2 separate regions of the Zea mays genome follow, and region 1 is linked to region 2. Evidence: chromatin contacts called from public Hi-C data. All regions are on one chromosome and are shown on one strand. The core of a region is the stretch at or near the end of the contact, and the rest is flanking DNA. Distances in the headings are between cores, read along the strand shown. Region 1 has its middle 23 kb from the start of LOC103651766. Region 2 holds the start of LOC100278056.

Region 1 (3,731 bases), core at 1,055-3,554, 83 kb before region 2:
GTAGCAAGGTGTCCAAGATCATTACAATCTCTAAATCCATCATCATTTCTAACCTCATCAATGAATAAGAGAAGTTGATCCATAAGGCATATACGTTCATAATCACTAAAATCAGCATCATAAATCTTTGATAGCTCAATTAACTTCTCTAAATCAAAGTTGGCAAAAGAATCCCTTGGATCAAGGCAAGCAATACATCTTTCTGTACACTGTACTCTAACCAATCAAACTGTTTAAACCAAGATTCAACAAAACCTCTAGTTTGAGAACTACCCGGTGTCCGTGGAAATGTATGACCAAATGGTTGACATGGGCCCATTTGTAAATAATCTCTTTTAGCGTCATCTCTAATTTCATGGGGGAACTCATCAATTGGTTTTCTAAGACCAGGATCTGCAACTATATCATTCATATCTAGCTTAATACGTGGCCTCTTTTGTTCTACACGGCTCTCATTTGTCCTAATTGTTTTAGAAATAGAAGCATCTTTCTTCTGGTTCTTGATGAGAAATTTATCCATCTTATTCCTATAATTAAACATGAGATTACTATCAAATAAATAATCAAATTCAAATTAAAACTTCAAATTAAAACAGAAAACTTCAAATTAAAACAGAAACAGAAGGGCTCACCGGCTGCTCGTTGCTCTGCTCTGCTCTACTCGCCTGCTCGCTGCTCTGCTCTGCTCTGCTCGCCTGCTCACCGCTCTGCTTTGCTCTGCCTGCTTGCCTGCTCGCCTGCTCGCCTGCTCGCCAGCGGTCGGGCCTGGCGGCCTGGGCGGTGCCGCGGTGGCCAGAACCCAGAAGACTCGCGCAGACGCGCAGTCGCGCGGTCGCGCCTGGCGGCCTGGGCGCCGGTGGAAGACGCGCCTGGCGCTGGCAGCCTGAGCGGTGGCGGCGGCGCAGTCGCGCGCGCAGACGCGCACCGCGCGGCGTGCGGCGGTCGGCAAGTCGGCAACTGCGGGTCTGCGGCTCTGGCGTCTGGATGTGCTCGGCGTCAGTGCGGCGGCTGGACACTGGACTAGGGTAGCGCCGTAGCCCGTAGCGACTAGCGAAGCTGGGCTGCGGCTGAATACCTGCTCCTCGCGTTATTGGGCCGCGACCGGGGATGCAGCCCAGGCAGCCCCGATCGTAAATCCGCCCCTGGTAACACCCAGAGAGGCACTGGAGTTCTATGGACTGGTATCGAATAGCAGCGTGATCCATTGCGGACAGGTTCAACCAAACACAAACAACATCAGATATCTCCGTAAATAAATTATAGACTAAATCGTGTGAACCAAACATAGGGATGGCAATGGGTCAGGTTCGGATCAGGTGGAGCAAAAACACACCCGTGATTGCACCAATAAAAACTATCAAAACCCGCTCACGATTACACCCGCGGGTGCAATTCCAAACCCGCACTCGCACCCGTCGGGTTTCGGGTTATCTGCAGGGTTTACTAAGTGTATGAGTTTAAACAATAATTTAGCAAATAAGCAATTAAGTAGCCGTAATAGTTGAGTTATATGTACAAATTTAAGCCTTTTCACATTGAGTAGCAACAAAACATTTCATGAATCATTAGCTAAGTTAGTTATTCAAAATAGTTACTATTGTATCTTAATTAGTTTTGCGCAAAATAAAGAATACACCAAATTTCGGGTCGAGTGTGGGTTACCCGTGGGTTGAAATAGAAAGTCGCACCCACACTCACACTCATGAAACTTCGGGTCAGGTGCAAAGTGAACCAGCGGGTCCAAATATTCACTCGTACGTGTACCTATCGGGTTTCGGATATGTGGTTAAAACTGCCATCCCTAACCAAACAGCACCATGTGAGCTAACAAAAAGTTTTTGGGGCCACGTCCCGCGCTGCAGCCCGGGGCCTAGGTGTGGGCGGCTTGCTGGTGATGGTGACGAGGCCGAGGCGGCTCAGCGAGGCGCCTGTGACGGTGGCGCGGGCGGCGACCGCCCAGCGCGGTGAGGAAGGTGCACCAGTTGCAGATGGCGGCGTTGGCGGTGCATGTGCAGCACAGGAGGCACTAGGCATGACAGCCGAGGTCGTTGTCGTCCATGTCGCCGGTCCCCGTCCCTCTCGCTCCTCCCGGGCGGGAGAACAGATGTTAGCCCACCATGTATGTGGCCGTGGCCCAGCCCAGCAGGGAATGGACCGGAAGCCGAGTCGTCGAGGTCGACGCGCGTCATCGCGTCGTGACGGCGGTTCGTGGCGAGGAACTTGGGAACGTGTTGGGTGTACCGGCCCACCCGACGGATGGACAAGACGACAACGCCCGCGCGTGGACGCCGGCGGGCCACGTGTCGTGACGGGGGCGCGGTGGATGGGATCGGGTGAGGGAGGGAGGGACACTTGTTTCTGAATTCTGAGCACCACTGCTTGCACGGAAAGCCCCCCACGTGCGGGTGCGGCCACCACATGCAGCACACGTATGGTAAGGTAAGGACAAGGTACATGTACTGCTACTGGCTACTACTGTAGCAAAGTTCATCCACTTGGCACGTCAGCACGTCACCGTACCACCTGCCCCGCGCGTACGTACCTCGGACTCGGAACACACAGACGGACGCTGTCAGTTTGTGTTATCGTAATCGTGTATGCTTACCGCGCTAGCCAGTAACGATTCGACTGCTGGATCTGGCGGAGGACGTTCGTACGGAGGGTTAACATTTGTAGGCCTAGCGGATCGGATCTGAGACAACACGATCATCCATCCTCGCCAGGAGAAAAAAAGAAAGGCACATCCGGCCCGAGCGAAATAATTAGTTTGTCTGGTAACGCAATCTAGCAGAGCCACGGTGGCGAGCATCGTCGTGTTGACCGGAGAGCAAGCAAGGTATAGGAGGCTAGTAGCAACCTAATGCACAATAATTTCGGTCCCATCCAGCTTGCACTGCCCTAGGCTAGACGTGCGTACAGACTAATTGTATAGACTAAACAGCGGCAGCTCCTTCGATTCGGAGCTAGCTAGCTACTCAATGATCCAACACAATGAGTATAGAGAGCTGTGTAGACTATAGTCGCCTGGCAACAACTCGAATCGGAGGCCAGCACTGCACAGCACACAGCGCTGGTACCTAGCTTAGACACAATACTCACCCAATTATTAAGTATTTTTATTATATAATGATCACCCACCGCTCACGAAAAAGACGTTGCACGGCCGGGTTCGTTCGTTCGTTCTGGAGCAACGTGTACTATACCAAACATCAATCACACAGGCACAGGTACTGTGCACGCATATACAACCCCGCCCGCGAAACGATATTTTACCTATAAAAAATGCCTGAATAATTCAGAGCCCAGTCTCTGGCACGGCACGGCATGGCATCATCCGTCCGGCCGTCCAGTGGCGCGCTCACACCCGTCCTCGTCTCGTCGCATCGCTCGCACGCAGGGCTACGGCCGGGGCTACCCGAATACTCTGCTGAAATGCTGATGCAATCCAACGCGCACGTACTACCAATCAATCAGAGGAAGGACGAAGGATACAGTACAGCCAAGCTCCAGCAGGGCGGCATGGCTCGCTGTGCGCATGAGTGTGTGTGCCTGCCGTGTGCGCGCGAATCATTGGCGCACCCGCTGCCTCCAAAAACAAGCGATAATGAAAACAAAACAAAAAAAAATTGGTTATCGGAACATGGGGCCACTGATTGAGCTATTGCGAGTAGTACTGTACATTGCTTGTTCCATCAGTTGATTAGCCATTCCTCGCAGGGGGGGAAGAGAAG
Region 2 (3,519 bases), core at 379-2,878:
GATACACTTGGGATCTAGATCCCACGGTTGGGATTACCTCCTATCTGTTGAATGTTACACACATGACCGGGCATACCACTAGGTGTGGGACCACATGTCAGTAAGCCATAGACATATGTGCGACGACAGGTGATCTGATGAAAAGCGTGACATCAGGCATTGCACCATTGTGCGACTGTCGCAATTAGATTGCTTGTGACTAAATTGCACTCGTGGTCCCACCTGCAGATTTTTAGCCTTTTTTAAGGTGAGTCAGAGGGGCACTATTTGTACCCTGTAACTGGGGTACCCTCTCCTACTGTGTCAAGACTAGATACCCGCGTGGTTACATGTAACCACACACTAAGGAATTGAGCGTGCCAGGCCCAGGTGCCCCGACCCGTATGACAGGATCATTGGCCTCGAAACCCACTCCTCGCTCGGGACAGGTCTAGCGCATGACCCGCACATTAAGTCGCGTGATACCGAGCCAGGCGGTTGTGTCTCGGCGTCGCGCACGTGGGCGACACCATCATGTGCGACCGTTGGCTCGGTCAGAGCGTCTTCTACAGTACTAGCTAGAAGTGACAACTCGCGTCTTTCAGCATTAACTCCACCGCACATCAGCACGACTGGCCCCTACATACGTCACAATACCAGGCTCCACTCGGCGGCAGCCTTAAGCCGACAAACAGGGCGAAGGCACGCCAGGTCGGAAGATCTGCAAGGTGAGTGCGGGAGGAGATCTCTGCCCGCCGTAGCATTTACTACTCCATGTTGTATATATTTAATAGTAGATCACAGGGACCCGCCTATCGCATGTCGGGGCTTAGCACTCACGTACGTGCCTCCTTGGACTATAAAAGTGAGAGCACATGCGATACAAGGGACAACTTGATCCTCACTTAGATTCTTCTTCACCCACACTCAAGCTCTCAGCAATACAACTATCAAGTGGACGTGGATTATTACGCTCCGTCGACCCAAACCACTAAATACTCGTGCGTTCTTTGCTCTTGCATCTCCATAGGCTAACCCTAGGTAGCCTCTCGTTCTTAAGATTAGGCGAGTGCCGCCACCCGGCTCTCCGACGGGTTTGTTTTTAAGTCGTTTTTAGAACCAGAAACTTTCTCCATACATATTGAAGATAAGACCACTCCCTCTATATTTGTGAGATGATCATGTTCGATTGAGGTATCCAACATCCATTGAGACAAAAAAAAACAATCAACTACCTCTCTACTAACTCCTCTATTGTTGTTCATCGCTTGATCCGATGATTAAGAATGTCGCTCTAGGTTTGTCATCCGATCTAGATCAACTCGGTGACGTCCTTGTTTCCATGGGATCCCCCATGTACGAGAGTTTGAACGGTTACTTTTTGCTAGTTTGTTCGGAAACTAGTCATTCTTCGTTACGTAAATATATTAATTATCCTCTCTAGTTTACTTTTAAATCTATCTAGCTAAGTGTGATATCTTCGATGTATGCTTTGCATCCATGGTAACAAGACGTCTAGTCGTGGCGATCCAATTCGATGATACCTCAAAGTGCATTTCCCGGCTGTGTGTTTGTCCTCATTTCCTCAATTCAGAGCTCGACAACTATATATACGTGCTGGCCGCGTCGTCACGGTGAGGAGGGACTAGGGAGACAGGGGGAGGGAACAAGCCGGGCGCAGTCACGGCATCAAACACGAGCCGCGGCATGGGCAACAGCCTGCGGTGCTGCCTGGCGTGCGTGCTGCCGTGCGGCGCGCTGGACCTGGTGCGGATCGTGCACCTCAGCGGCCGCGTCGACGAGTACGGCCGCGCCGTGTCGGCCGGGGAGGTGCTGGCGGCGCACCCCAACCACGTGCTCAGCAGGCCCTGCTCGTCGCCGCAGGGGGTCGTGCGCAGGATCCTCATCGTGTCGCCGGACTCGGAGCTCGAGCGCGGGGAGATCTACTTCCTCATCCCGGCCGCGTCCGTGCCGGACGCCAAGAAGGGCGGCGGCGGGGCTAGCACGCCAGGCCGCCACGTGCGCAGCAAGTCCGAAGGCAGCGTCGTCGCCGCCGCCGTGACCGACCGGCAGCTGGGGCTCGGCGCCGAGTCGCCGGAGGAGGCGGCGGCCGCGCCCGCGGCCAAGAAGAAGAATCAGCAGCAGCACAAGAGGGCCGCCGCGCAGCAGCACCGGCGGCGCATGAGCACCGGCAGCCACGCCGCGCCCTGGCAGCCGCACCTCGCCTGCATCGCGGAGGACCTCTGAGTGCCTTGCCGCTACCGGTTCGGCGAGCACCCGTGTGATTCTGCCGCCATCGATGGATCAAGTCCGTTTTCTTTCTCATCAACTAGTGTCTGCGTCGTAAATACTCCCGGTTTCCTCCTCCACGACCCATTTTCCCTTCCGTTTGCAAGTGTAAATTCGGCCGTCGCGTATGAACTTCCTCTGTCGATTTTTGAGCGTCTTTTGCAACTTCGCATCAGTTCAAACCAAAACCTGTATATAAAAGCTTTACGATTCTACAGATTTTATGAACGCGTCGTTTTCCGTCCACGACCTTTTCCCGGCAGAACGTAAAGAAAAGAGGATCCACCACCGATCTCGATCATCGCACCGCACTGCGGGTGCAGGGAATAACCAATAATGTTTAGACCGTGCGCCCCGCCCTTTGAGATTCCGCGCAATGATTTTGGACGCTGATTAGTGAAGGCACGCATCATTAGCGCAGGCACAGACGGGTTGCTGCTTTCTTAATGAATCTTATACATAGAATAGTTTACGATCTTGGCCACATTCGACAGCAATCGAGCTGTTTTTTTTCCACCAAAAATATTGAATTTTAAACACGCTGCTGCTACCGGGTTGTTGTTGACTTGCTGTTGGACAAAGACCAGATGCTAGAGCCCGTAGGATGGCTGGTTGGCATGAGCTCGGCCTGTAGACTTCATTGAGCTGGGCTGTCTCTAGCACCGTAGCTAACATGAGATGGGCCTGTAGTACTTGGAGTCTCGCTTCAGGTGGACTCGGCCCACTTCATTGGGCCTCTACTGTACGAAGCACAGTGACTGCTTCCTCTGCCAACGACGGTTTTCTTTGGCCTTCGACTTGTTTCTCTTTCGTCCGCTTGCACGACCCGCACGTTCCGCGCTCGGCGCTTCCCCATCTCTTCCCCACGCACCAACTCGTCCGGCCGCGCTAGCCCCGGCCGCCACGGCGCCGCGGGAGCACGAGCACCGCGTGCCCGGCTGCTCGCCCTCCTGTCCCACGTGCCAGCGATCTGGTCCTGCAAACTGCAGCCTCCACGTGCTCGCCCTCCTCCTCCCAGACCGTTCCCGCCCACGAATAATCTGGACGCTGCGCCGCCTCCGCATGCTCGACCTCTCTAGCAATTGCCTACAGGGCGGGATCCCCGCGGTGCTCGCCTGCGTCGCCCTCCGGGACCTTGCCTACAACAACGCCGTCGACGTCGTGATGTGCTGTGCATGTGCTGGCCGTGAACATCGACGTGCGCGCGGCCACGTCGCGGTCGGCGCGGTCGTCCGGTAGCGCGAGAACGCC

The links. A called contact is a pair of places that touch in the nucleus more often than the background predicts.
Region 1: a Hi-C map of leaf shows a contact between it and region 2, with 6 times the contacts expected there. The contact joins the enhancer-like site here to the promoter of LOC100278056 in region 2. A contact is called at or near these places in 3 of 25 Hi-C or Micro-C datasets (ear, leaf and tassel).

The regions. Positions count from the first base shown.
Region 1 is chr3:14,008,039-14,011,769 of Zm-B73-REFERENCE-NAM-5.0, reverse strand. No RefSeq gene overlaps it. Among protein-coding and RNA genes, the nearest start is that of LOC103651766, 23 kb to the left of the region's middle. Within about 2 kb of position 2,304, at least 19 of the 20 cell types and tissues checked have an H3K27ac peak or open chromatin away from gene starts, as enhancers often do. A contact at or near this core is called in ear, leaf and tassel, where this site is marked.
Region 2 is chr3:13,924,204-13,927,722 of Zm-B73-REFERENCE-NAM-5.0, reverse strand. It overlaps LOC100278056, which reads left to right and starts at 1,628. Exons shown (of 1, transcript NM_001373984.1): 1 at 1,628-2,496. The coding sequence starts at 1,687. The coding sequence ends at 2,226. LOC103649717 (glutathione S-transferase T3-like) reads left to right here and starts at 3,198. Exons shown (of 4, transcript XM_020550101.3): 1 at 3,198-3,519.